2 separate regions of the Mus musculus genome follow, and region 2 is linked to region 1. A link is a contact called in public HiChIP or PLAC-seq data. All regions are on one chromosome and are shown on one strand. Each heading gives the region's core, a stretch centred on a gene start, on an enhancer-like site or on the middle of the called end of the contact. The rest is flanking DNA. Distances are from core to core; before and after follow the strand shown.

Evidence for each region. HiChIP or PLAC-seq counts read pairs in DNA pulled down with a chosen protein or histone mark.
Region 2: a contact with region 1 is called in an H3K27ac HiChIP or PLAC-seq map of trophoblast stem cells, with 15 read pairs. The contact joins the enhancer-like site here to the promoter of Eprs in region 1. A contact is called at or near these places in 14 of 39 promoter capture datasets (the 3T3-L1 cell line, the C10 cell line, HPC-7-derived erythroid cells and 7 more), 1 of 15 datasets of contacts at CTCF or cohesin (the NIH/3T3 cell line), 117 of 484 Hi-C or Micro-C datasets (the 63-12 cell line, B cells, the C10 cell line and 56 more), 21 of 115 datasets of contacts at active chromatin or transcription factors (CD8 T cells, the HPC-7 cell line, the NIH/3T3 cell line and 9 more) and 4 of 9 other capture datasets (adipose tissue, embryonic stem cells, liver and 1 more).

Annotation. Positions count from the first base shown.
Region 1 is chr1:185,359,291-185,365,737 of GRCm38.p6, forward strand. It overlaps Eprs (glutamyl-prolyl-tRNA synthetase), which reads left to right and starts at 3,754. Exons shown (of 32, transcript NM_029735.2): 1 at 3,754-3,953. The coding sequence starts at 3,908.
Region 2 is chr1:185,400,045-185,407,004 of GRCm38.p6, forward strand. It overlaps Eprs (glutamyl-prolyl-tRNA synthetase), which reads left to right. Exons shown (of 32, transcript NM_029735.2): 18 at 1,265-1,624; 19 at 6,917-6,960. Among named protein-coding and RNA genes, the nearest start is that of 9630028B13Rik, 38 kb to the right of the region's middle. Within about 2 kb of position 1,802, at least 18 of the 459 cell types and tissues checked have an H3K27ac peak or open chromatin away from gene starts, as enhancers often do. A contact at or near this core is called in trophoblast stem cells, where this site is marked.

The sequences.
Region 1 (6,447 bases), core at 2,504-5,003:
GATCTGGATTTGGTTCCCAGCACACATTAAGAGGCAGCTCACTATCTCCTGCAACTCCAGTTCCAGAGGGTTTGACACCCTCCCTCCCTTTAAGGCACCTGCACACATGTCACACATAACTTATGCAGGCATGCATACATACACAAAAATTAAAAGTAATTACATTTTATGCTGATCTTGGGATAATTACTGTATTGCTCACTGGGATTACATCCATGGCTTTTTTATAGGACTGTCAGGATCTAGTAACAGGAAGGCATATCTGTGGCTTCGAAGGATTTGATCACTCCCTCTCGTAACTCCTGATTTTCGTTCTCTCCCTTCTAGCTGCTTGCCCTCAGTCATTTTGCTCTCTCCTTGTCTTCCTTCCCTCAGATGTCACTGTTGGCTGAGGTTGTACTCCTGGCTTTCCACTTTCTCAGTAGATTATCTGATACCTCCAAATAAACGACTTCACATAAGGTCTTTGCCCAGACGTACAAATGTAGAGCTCAACGAATTCTCAGTAGCTTATGCTCGACTTAGAGTGCTGAAGATTCTGTGAGACCAACTCTGGCAACAATATCATCCTGCCTGAAACTAACAACAATAAACACACAATATGTATTTGGATTAAAATGCTCAAACTCTAAGCCTAGTATGGTGGTACACATTTGCCATCTTGGTACACCAGAGGCTGAAGCAGGAGGATTCTAAGACTGAGGCCCACTTTTGCTATGTTGTAAGAACCTGCCTCAAACATACAACAAAACTGACAAGCTAGACCTCCACTCTTAAGGCCTACTTTGATGTCTTATAGTCTCCCCTCCCCCACGTTGTTTCTAAACAGTCCTTCTGTCTTGCTCCCACTCTAATTTGACAAAACCACATGTTTTGTAACTCCACCACATCTGATCATCACTGCTTCATTCTATTTTGTTTTCATTTATTTTCTTTCTTGCTGGCATACAGTTCTATGAACAGTGAGATAAACTGAGTTTTTAGAAATGGGGGGGGGGCACTGTGGGGATGGCTCAGTGATAAAGAAGACTTCCTGGTTTGCTGAGATCTCGAGTTCACTTCCCAGCACACACCAGGTGATTCACATCCACCTATAACTCCAGCTCCAGGAGGTTGGATGCCCTCATATACCTCCAGGGTTACACACAGAAAAATAAACAAATTTAAAAGTTGTTTTTTTATTTTAAATTATGTATGTGTGGTTTGTATGTGTGAGGCCAATGCCCTGGAGGCCTGAAGAGGGTGCTGGAGTTAGAGATGGTGGTGAGCTGCCTGTGGTAACCCTGGTAACAGCAAGTGCTCTTTTTATTTATGTTTGTTGGTATTTTGCCAGCATGTATATCTGTGCACATGTATGTGCATGTATATCTGTGCACATGTATGTGCATCTAATGCCTGCAGGGGCCAGAGAAGGTATGGGATTCTTTCCTAGTTTTATGTCAACTTAACAGAAGCTAGAATCATTTTGGAAAAGGAATGTTTCCACCAGATTGGCCTGTGGTGCATTTTCTTGACTGATGATTGACGTGGGAGGGCCCAGCTCTGTATTCAGTGACATTCCTGAGATGGTGGTCCTGGGTACTATAAGAAAACAGGCTGAGCCAGCCCTGAAGAGCAACCCAGTAAATAGCGCCCCTCCATGGCTTCTATATCAGGTTCCTGCCTCCAGGTTCCTGCTTGAATCCCTGCTCCTACTCAGCTGCAGTGATGGACTGTTATCTGGAAGTGTGAGATAAAATAAGCCTGCCCCCATCCCAAGTTGCTTTTGGCCATAGTGTTTTATGAGAGCAACAGAATTTCTAACTAAGACACCCTGCAATCTGAGTTATATATGTTTGTGAGCCACCATGTAGGTTCCAGGAATTAAACCAGAATCCTCTGTGAGAGCAGCCACTGTTCTTAACTGCTGAGACACTCCTTATCCCCACCCCCTAAGTAAACATTTTAAAGTAGCTCAGTGGTGATTTCCCCAGCATGCATCAGGGCTTCGGATACAGGATTGGGGAAACGCCTCATTTTTGTGACATAACCCATTTTCTGCAGTTTGTTTGTTTGGTTTTTTTGGTTGGTTGGGTTTTTTTTTTTTTTTTTTTTTTTTTTTTTTTTTTTTTTTTTTTTGTAAATAGAGTTCTTTAGTTATTTCAGGTCAATCCTTGTGATAGATAGGTAGATATAGAGATTCTGCCTCAGACGATCAAACCAACAAATAAGTATAGTAATGGTTAAAAGACAAGAACTTCAAGAAAGACTTCAGGACTCAGTGTTTAGTATCTTAAGAGTAGAACACTTGCAGAGCCTTGGCTAGATTGCTCAGATGCAAAACCAAAAGCACACTGCTGCCCTAATATTTGTCCTGTTTCCGGGTGTATAAGTAGGCATCTTTCAGGGGGGTTTCTAATCCAAATTCTCTGTGATGCATGTGTTTGCCCAGGGCATTTTCCAAAAGTTCAAGTTCAAGGTGCAGGCGAGATTTCAGAAGCAGTACATATTTACCCTTACCTTCCAATAGCCTCAGGAATGTGCCAATGTTTTCATGTAACTATAGGGTAGCTATTTCTTTGGGTCCCTGCCTCTGAACCAGCATTTATACACAGCCATTTTGCAGCCGGCAAGGTACTTCTATTACAAAGGAATGAAAGAAGGCACCAGCCAGTGCACTTAATGCCATTTTGTTTCTTCTCTGACTCAATCCCCTACCCCCAGTCATACTCTTCTCTAATTACCTTGGATTCCAGAAATGACAAGACAAGTCTATCATGAAGACCTCCTCAGAGGCAGCCACTATGATTCAAAGTTGGAGTTTACTATGTGATTTTTTTTTTTTTTAAAGCATGGGAGTTGACAGGTGCTCCAAAGAGGACGCATACCACAGTCACACTTCATGGTCTTAGCAAGAACACTGAAGTTATTATTTTTAAAGGTTATTAAGGAATTTGGTCATGGGCTGTTCCTGAATTGTTCTTTTGTTTCCACTGTGAACACAAGTTAACTGTTGTGAGGTTCGCAGACCATCCTTAAGCTCACATACGCGTAGGCCTCCAGCCTGAATTATTATTATTGGTTTTTTGAGACAGGGTTTCTCTGTATAGCCTGAATTATTATTAACCCTCTCATTTGAAGATGCTTCTCTCTAAAACAGACAAACAAAACCCCCAAACATTGTCAATATTGGCAGGCTTCACTACAGATAGTAACATCTGGAAATCTTGATTCTCAGGGCCAGGAGGCCCAGCAAGCAGGTCCTTTTTCTCTTTGTCCCCATAGTTTTCTGTATTTCTAGCTTGCCTCCTAGATGCTGGGACGTGCACCACACCAAACAATCCTGAAAATATTTCCTTTTAGAGAAGACTGAAGGGAAGCTCCCTTATACCCAGTGTAGCTCGTCGACTTTGTGCATGGATGTGCCACTGCCCCAGAATGGACTAGTCTATCGTCCGCCTGCTTCCCTCACTTTCCGATGGGTCTTAACGGCTGTTCCTTTTCCACAACGGAGTGGCACCTCACGGGTGCCCAGTCCTGCTGCCAAGAGGCAACTGGAGCGTGCGGTTAAGGTGGAGGCGACGCACGGCGATTACGTTCAATAGCGTTCGCCAGACGTCAGTATCCGCGGGCCGGGGACGGGAGAGAGGCTGAAATGTCGTGGGCGCGCAGCGATGACGCACAGAGTAGCCTGCCTTGACCTCTCTGCAGTCGTGGCGCGTGGAGTGGGGCGGAGCGAAGGCTGCCTTGGCGGGCGCATATTTATGACGTGTCGTAGCGTGCGCACCGACTCCGGCGGTGGCGGCCCGTGGGGAGGAGTCAGGGCTGCGGTGCCTTCGGTCGCGCGCACACGTTGCATCTCCTTGCTTCCACCTGAACCCTCGCCGCCAGGAAGGCAGCCCGACGAGTAGACCGCAGCTCCTGGGAGATGGCGGCGCTGTGCCTCACGGTGAACGCCGGAAACCCTCCGCTGGGTAAGGGCGCCGCCGACCCGCGCGGGTTGCATCAGCGCGTGGGTGCGGGGCTGGTGCCGCGGCGGTCACGCCGAACGAGCCTCCCGCCCCGGGACGGACGGGCCTGTTCTGCTCTGCGGGGAACCCAGCCCCGCGTGGCCCCGGCCTCTGTCCGCTCGGGGCGCCGTCTCCCGAGGCCCGCTGTCCCGGGAGTGGGGGGACAGGACCAGAGCCCCGCGGGGAGACACGAGACTATGGCTGCGACTCTGCCAGGGTCCCAAGTGGCTTTTGAAGTGGAATTAAAACCCCAACTGTCTGTCCGGCCCGTCCTTTTAATGCGATCTAGGAACCTCCCGCCCCTTCCCCACCTCTCAGGAGATCTGAATTCACTTGCCCCACTTTCCCTTCGGTTGTCGAGTTAAAGGGAGCAAGGTAGACTTTTCTGTCAGCACTTGGAATTTTTACTGAGGCTGCGTTGGCTTGTGGTCGAAGGCTGTAATTACGGAAAGCCGTAGGAACGCTGCGGACTAATGCTACTGGCTGTTTTACTACACACCCCGTGGACGTAGTCCAGGCTCGAGTAAACGTCATCCTACGTTCCATTCGAAATTGATTTTTCAAAGTGGCTAACGCTATTGCTAGCTAGTTTAAAATTTCTGTCTTTTCATTACTTTGGGAAACAACCCAAAAATTTTATCATGTAGACTTGGAAGTACTTTTTCTAATACTCAAAAAGTCAGCCCCTTGAATACAATTGGCCATGTGGGGCTGATGAAATTTCTTGCAACCTCAACTTTGACAGCAGTCTGCGCCTATTGGAGTGAAAAGACATTTATTTATGTATTAATGCGCTGGGAAACAGCTCAGGGAGCTTTGCATTGTAGGCAAGCACTTGACTGTTGAGCCACACTCACCAGCCCTAAAAATAGACTGTAGCAATCGCTTGAAATGTTCTAAAATGATAACATTTTAGCATGTTAGTTCCAGTCTCTGTATGCTAACCTCACAACAAATCCATGAGCCCTGAAAGAAGTAGATGTGATTCTTGGTTTGAAACGGCACTAGGTAGATGATGCTGACCTCGTGGCTAATCCTGGAGGCCTGAGTTCTGCCCGCTGCGGAGTGCAGTTGAGATTCCTTGATTTGTTCTGTAAGGAAGAAGGAAACCTTTCCAGCGCTGGTTGCCAGAATTTAGTGAGACTACAGGAAGAGTTTTTTCACATTTTAGCTGTTCAGTGCATAGCTAAACTATAGGTTTGGTTTTTTTTTGTTTTTGTTCCCCCCCCCCCCCCCCGGAGGGGTGGGGTGTGTGTGTGAGGTTTTTTGTGTTTGTAAAAACTGCCTTGAAAAATCACTGCAGGGGACCATGAAGTCTGTATCCTTAAAACTCAGAATCAAATTCTGCTGGTATTCTGGAAAACACTCTTAAATTTGGTTTGCATTTTGAACTCTAAGCCAGTTAGAGAATGTATATTATTTTTCTGCTTGCACCTCTTTCTCTTATTTTAATTTTTTATTGCCTATAGATCAGATATATATTCTCTTTTAAGTAATAAAATTGGATTAAATATTTAGAAAAAACCCATCACATTGTGAGGATTTTATGGCTTTAACATGTCATTTTGTGAGAGTGTGTGTGTGCTAAAACACTTTCAAACTCACACATAGAACTTTCCCCATCCTACTTAAGAACACAGAGCTTATTTGATGCTTCTGCCTCCAGAATACTTCTTCGGTGTCTCCTACAGGCAAGGAATCTCTCCCTGACTTCATCCAGGAAGTATAGGCTGATAGAATTCTGCCTAATGCTCAGTCGTCTTTGTTGTTCTGGGGCTGATTGTTCTAAGTAGTTGCCAGGATCTAGGAGGACCATGCTTTATTTGCCCTTTACTGTCCTTTTTCACGTCTTCTTTCAATGTGGAATGATTTATTAGCTTGGTTTTAATAGCGTTGTCTCCTGAAGATGCCAAACCTCTTACTTATGTATCCCTTAATTGGGTTGTTAAATGTTTCCCAGTGGTTGGCGTCAAGCTGTCCGTCCTGGGCAGGGATGGTGGAATCATTCCTGCTGTACATTGCCAGCCCAGCAGTCGGTGTGTGAATTTGATTTGTCCGTTCTGGTCTTGAACACTTATTGAAGTGCCACCTGCCTGTCATTGTGCTGTCCACCTGCCACTACCCCGGATGTAAAGCTTTCTCTTTCAACCAAAGGCATTTTTAGTTTATTTTTTCATTGATTTATTTATTTGTTCACTTTACAGTCCAATCGAAGTCCCCCTCCCTCCTCTCCTTCTAGTCCCACCCTTACACTGCCTTCCCCAGTCCTCTCTTCCCTTTTCAGAGAATGGAAAGCCCCCTGTGGATCTAGGCCACTGAGGCCAGACAAGACTCCACGCTAGGGTAAAAGGAGGCAATAGAGTCAGAGACAGCCCTGCTCCAGTTGTTAGGAGATCCATATGGAGACCAAGCTGCACATCTGCTGTGTGCATGTTGAGGACAACCAAAGGCATTTTAA
Region 2 (6,960 bases), core at 552-3,051, 39 kb after region 1:
GCTCCCCCTCCCTGCAGTACATCCTCTCTCTCTCTCACCCTTTCTCTCTTTCTTCTTTTACTCTGTTATTTTTTAACAGGATTCTTGTTGTTTGTACTTTTCTATCCCAACTACCTTGTATAGAAGAGCTCTCTCCTGTCATTAAAGGTCTGAAAAGCAGAAAGGAAAGGAAGTACTTAGAGTTAGCAGTGGCAAGAGTCCCTTTGCCTTTAGATGGTGGGCGATCTTACTTACTGTCATTTAGACCACGGCTGTGACCACCAAAGGCTAAACTGAGCTGAACATCTCAAGTGATTCATTCACCTGGGTATCAATTGATGGTGGCTCTGTGATAGATGCGGCCTCCATGATGCAGCCTCCAGAACATGGAGGCCGCTTGTGTTAACAGCTCAGACCTACAGAAGTGATGGTCTGGAAGAAAAGAAGCAAATCAACAAAAATCAGAAGTGTGTGCTCAGTAGGCAGAGGAAGGGCAGCATCGTCTTCATGTTGGCCTGGAAGATCTCAGAGTCAAATCTGCTGCGTCCCAGATTCATGGCAAGAGACTCACTTCTAGGAAGAAGGAATTTTAAAGAATGTATATATGGATATGGTTAGAAACCACAAACCCTAAAACAAATTCAAGTACAGTTGACCATCAATATTGTAGTGAGATTTCTGCAGTCTTAATGGTTTCTTTTTGATGTATAGATCCTTGGAGATATTTGCCTCCGGTAGAAACTGTTAATATCAAAATTGAAATCTGATCTAGGGCTTTTTGATGCATGGAGAGAGTGTGTGTGTGTGTGTGTGTCAGAGTTCTTTGCTGATGAGTAAATTGAGGCTTAGCTCAGTGTTTAAGGAATGGTAATGGTAAAGCAGGTCTGTGTTTTTCATCAACCTAAATGGGTTAAATGTACTTAACCTTTCCAGTAGCATACATGATTATTACATGATTATTTCATGTTGCCTCTCTGTCATGTGCTGTAGTGGTGATTTGTTCTTGACTGAATGGATGTGTTATACTTTGGTCTCCTAAAGATAAAGATACAGGCTCCTGTGGATCCTCTTACCTCCTCCGAGGTTTTTGATGGCGAGACAGTCTGCTGTCTTCTTCCTTTGCTGCTGCTGCCATTGCTGTGGGATAAACATTTTAGGTGTGAGCTGATTCATCTGCGCTTTTGAAGGAATTGAAATTATTTATGATGAAGTAGTAAGTTTTATATAAGCTTGTGAAGGTGTTTAACATGAATTAATATTTACTTTTGGCTTTCTGCATTGGTAGACAAGCTCTGCTCCTAAAGAAAGACCAGCACCTGCTGTGAGTTCTACTTGTGCTACAGCTGAGGATTCCTCCGTCCTCTACAGCAGAGTGGCGGTGCAGGGGGATGTGGTTCGTGAATTGAAAGCCAAGAAAGCGCCAAAGGAAGATATAGACGCAGCTGTGAAGCAGCTTTTGACTTTGAAAGCTGAATATAAAGAGAAAACTGGGCAGGAGTATAAACCTGGGAACCCCTCTGCTGCAGCAGTACAGACTGTTTCTACAAAGTCATCATCAAACACTGTGGAAAGTACATCTTTATACAATAAAGTCGCTGCCCAAGGGGAGGTGGTCCGAAAGCTGAAAGCGGAAAAGGCTCCTAAGGTCAGTGTGCTGGATTCACACGTGCAGCGTAAGCAAGCCCTTCTCTCCCATGAAGCAGATTCTAGACTCCCTGTTTAAATACTTTTGAGCTAGAAATCATCATTTATTACTGCCTGAGGCTGCAGAATGACTCAGTGCATAAGTATGCATACTGCTTTTGCAGAAGAGCTAAATTTGTCTTCCAGAACCCATGTCAAGCCTTTTACAACTCTTCTTCTATCCAGCTCCAGGCAGATCCAGTGTTACAGTCTCAGTGTGCAGCTGTACTTGTGCACATACCTGTCCATAGATACATACATACATACATACATACATACATACATACATACATACATACCTGTCCATAGATAGATACATACATACATACTCTCACACATACAAACAAACAAGAGAAAAATCTTTTTAAAATGGAAAAACATTTAAGTGTTTTTTAAAAAAAAAACAAACCCTCACAGTTCATAGGGGTGAGGGACATTGTGATGTGAGTGTGACCTGGGTGATACATTTGAGTGGTTATAAGATGGATTTATAGCCCAGAGTAATGCGGAAGGAGAAGGCAGTTCATAAGGGTATTTAAAATATTCCTTGTAGGCTGGAGTATAGCTCAAAAACTTTTTTTTTTTTTTAAATAAGGTCTCTGTATGTACCCTGGCTGTCCTAGAACTTATTAAATAAATAGGCTGGCCTTGAACTCGCAGAGATTTATCCACCTCTGCTTCCAAACTGATGGGACTAAAGGTATAAGCCATCACACCTAGAGGTATCACTCAGTTTAGAGACTGTTTAATAGGCATGAAGCTTGGAATGACCCCCAGCATATCTCTCTCTCCCTCTCCCTCTCCCTCTCCCTCTCCCTCTTGAAGTAAGAGAAGCCTTTTACAGATGACAGAGTTCATCTTGACTGTGGAACTGAGATTCTTGCTCTTTGTGCATTAGAAGTTTTAGATGTCTTGTTAAAACACAAGGACCATGGCCTCTCTTCTTTATGCTAAAGGAAACCCAGGATATGCAAAGCGACATCCTGCCTTTTGTATTACTGTGTTTCTCATCTCTGACCAAATAACCTGACAGGCAGTCCATGGGGGAAAGGCTGTCCTCACTCACAAGTCAGGCATGCAGTCCGCCATAGATCAGGACAGGCAAGAGTGTCTCACGGACCTGCTGATGGGATTTATTCACTTTCTTCATGGGCTTGAAGCAAAGAAAGGAGACACAGGCACTGGCCTGGCATTCTGTCCTTCATTTATTCTGGACCCCCAGCCGCTGGGATGGTGGCACCCATCTCAGCATTCATATCCTTCAGTTTATCCTCTCTGCAAACACCCTACAGATATCCAAAGCTGTGTCTCCTAGGTGATTCTAAATGCAGTTAAATTGGCAGTGAAGAGTAACCCTCACAGTATTTTAATTGTGCCCAAATAATTGTTCAGGTGTTGTTGCTGCTGGCCCAGGGATTGAAGAGAGCCACCATGTCTGGCTCTGGGTTTGGTCTTGTTTGTTTGTATGGCAGATATTCTTAGTTCCTCTAGTCAAAAGTGTTTTGAGACATGTCATCAGCCACTAAAGCCAGTCACAGAACAGAATCATGGGACTCACCCATCCTTTAAGTGGCCCTGAAGATAGCACAGGTTTTTAAACTGGCCACTAAACTTGCCTGTGAGGTCTCATCCACCTGGATGTGTGTCCTTGGCACCAGTGATGTGGGTTAGGGAGGGGTGGGATGTAAGGCCCAGGGGATGGAAGAGCAAGGGCCAAAGGGGAGTCAGCGTTCCAGAGGCAGGTACAGGCCCGTGAACTCTGTTATTCTGCACGGCCCTGCAATGCCTGAGCCTTCCAGGTCCAACAGAGGCAGAGAGAGCTATTTTTAATTTAAAAAAAAAATTACATTCATTCATTATGTAGTTTCTGATGATTTAGACAGTAACCATAAATGGCAAAGGCATTATGAAGCACTAAACTTTAGATTCTACAGCCCAGTTTAGCAGAGTATGAAATGTTAATGGGACACTGCTAGCCACAGTCAGTAGTCTGTGTTGTCTCTGTCTATTCCAGGCTGTGGAGTTAGGAAGTTGAAGTGGAGACTCACAGAGCCTGACTCCTGCCCAGGAGCAGAGGGTTTAGCAAACTAATTGGGCTCTGCTCTGCTGTACTAACTGGTGGAGTCATGACTTCTTTGGAGATATTTCTTACAGAGTTTACTAATTCAAATAAACAGATTTCTAATTAGAAGATACTATTTTTTTTTAAAAAATCCTGTGACCTTTTAATTTGTTAATTTCAATATCTTGTAAACACAGGCCACAGGCTTCACCCTCCCCACTCTTTCAGTGGAAACATGGCTGGTTGTGGTTGGCTTTAGCTCCTTCCCACCAAGTTGAAGCCTCTGCTCTGGGGAGGTGTTTCTTATAAATGCGTGTGGTTATTGCTTGCTTATGTGTGCTAAAGAGAAAAGGTGAAGTTTTTTAGAGGAAAAAAAATGACGTTTTAGCTGTTTTGAGAAGTTCTCAGCATTTAATAGCTAAGGAAACTAGATTTCTCTTTTTGATGGTCTCACCATTCTCCATGTTAAACTGCTTCCACCTAGTGGCTGCTGCAGAAATAGCACTTCACATATTTAAATTCTAAATGAGCAGAGATGAGGGCTTCTATTTCTATTTTCTCCCAGTCTTGAATTAAAATTTTAAGATCATTTTTGAATAGCTTAGATTCAGCCTGAAACATTCAGAGAAATTTTGTGTGTGTTATTTTTGTCATCATTTGTCCACATCAATGACTATCTAAAATTTTATTTGTGTAGTTGTGTTTCATAAGCTCAAAACAATCTTTGTCCATTAGGAACGTAACGTCTAGTAGCTCTGGAAGTAAGTACGTCATACAGTGTCACTCAGCAGCTTCTTCTTAGTCTAGAAAAAAGTTAAAAGGCTGCTTTCCACATTCTTTAGTGTATACTATATACTGCCAGGGACACTCAGATAATACATAATATGCATGTTCATATACAGTGTTTGTGTGTGTGAAGCTGCTAGATGTTGCTCCTGTATCTCTGTCTACCTCACTTTTTGAGATGGGGACTTAGCAAAGCTGGAGCTTACTGTGGCTGGAATGTGAGTGGTGAGCCCTGTGCACACTCACACCAGTGTTGACACACTGACCATGCTGTGAACTCTGTAGTCAGGATAGCCAGGCATGATTACTGCCTGCGTATCTAGATGCCGTGTAGGTGAGAATTAAGTAAAACAGTTCCTTGTAGGACACTTAGCATGGCATCTGGCAGAGCCCAAATATGACTTGAAGTGAAAAAGCTTTTTGTTAGTAATTCTAGTTTTCCTCAGAAACCTTTACAGCTGTTTTCTAAGTCATCAGGGAAATTTTCATGGTGATAATTATACATATAATCTTGGTAGAGTATCTCATTCAATAATGTGATAGATTATTTATCTTAATTTTCTTTTCTATAATATTTCTAATTGTCAAACAGAAATTTTTCCTTAAGACACTGTACCATTTGACTTCAAACTCAAGTGAATGTTTAAACTTTATTTTAATGCTATTATTAAAGAGTACTAGAGAAAGAGAGCATGTGTGAGTGTGTATGTGTAAGTACGAGTGTGTGTGATAAGTGATCAGACACAGCTGTGGGAGTCAGTTCTCTCTTGGGTCAACTTGGGTTATTGGAACTTCTTTCAAAAAGTATATTGTAGACATATTTACAAGGGTGTCCTTTTTTTTCTTATTCTTCACATTTTCATTCTTTTTTTGGTTTTTCGAGACAGGGTTTCTCTGTATAGCCCTGACTGTCCTGGAACTCACTCTGTAGACCAGGCTGGCCTGGAACTCAGAAATCCGCCTGCCTCTGCCTTCCGAGTGATGGGATTAAAGGTGTGCGCCACCATGCCCGGCACACATTTTCATTCTTTTAGCTGACAGTGTAACCTTGCCTTCCTTTTCCCTGCCTTTCCTTCCATTTCCTTCTTCATTTCTCCAACCATGGATTCCCCTCCTGTTCTCATTCCTTATCTTTAACTGTGACATTTTTCTAAAGAAAGGCATTCTATTGGGAAATAACTATAATTCTGAAGTAATGGCAATATGGGTCAGGTTGGGAGTACACGTAGCCTTCCCTGATCTTCTTTGTTCACCCACACCCCTAACCCTTTTTTCCTGGGTCATGGTTACACTGTGTAGCCCAAGGCTAGCCTTGGACTCAGGATTGCTCTGCCTCAGTTTCCACAGACTGGAATTACGACCGTCAGCACCAGCTCTCCTCGATTCTTCCTGTGCGTTTACTCTACTTGGTTGTTCCTGGGATCACAGAGTGCCAAGTTTGTAGGGAGAAAAACAGAGTAGCCCGAGATGTGCGCTGCCATCTCCTGGATGCAGGGTCCTTGCGGCTGCTGCAGTGCTGCTCCTGCAGGACTGGGCTGTGAGCCAGTCTTATCTGTACTCCCTGGCTCCTGTGGCATTTATTATTCTGTTAGCCTATGCAGTGCTGTGCTGTATCCGTGAAAGCCGAGAGGCGTAGCGCTGAACAGGGAGGCACTATTTCTTCACTGTTTGGTTGTTGTCTTGAGGTTCTCCATCAGATGTTAGTTTGTGGTGGTAGCTTGAAGTCGGACATCCAGCTTGTCCTTCCCCTGTGCTGCTGTCTGTCTTCTGTCACAGAGTGTCAAGTATCTCCTTGATGAGGATGTCATTTCTTCTATGTTGAATTATCAGATATTGAAATTTGCAGGTATGCGTGTAAGTTAAGACTTCATCATACTTTCTTTTTAATTTTTGAAAGTGGTCTGTAAGAGTGATTTCAGACCTTCATCAGATAACAAAACCAGAGAGTACACAGAGCTCTTAGCATGGTATTTCCATGTTGTCTGCTCATATCCTTCCATGTATTTGTGTGCTGAAAATCCTCTCTGGCTTACTTACAATACCTAACACGCTATACACAGTTGTCCTGCGTAGGAAGGAATAATGAGGCGTCTGTACATTTTCAGAATAGAGCAGTGCTTTGCCACATGTGTCTTTTAAAACAGAAGATAGAGTTTGCTCAGCTGAACCTTTGAAAGGCTTTTATAAAGAACTTATTGGTCTAAATTATTTTCTTTCCCTACCCACTTTTTTTGCTGGGGGTTTGTATTATGATACAATTGTTTGTTTTCAAATAATTTTCATCTTTGAGTACTTGATCTCTGGATATATATGGCTAAGTATATTTTGATAATGATTAAATTCTTTGAAATGACATTGAAATATTCATACATGTTCTGAGATGTTCTCTTCCTCTTCTTTTTTCAGGCTAAAGTAACTGAAGCTGTGGAATGTTTGCTGTCCCTGAAAGC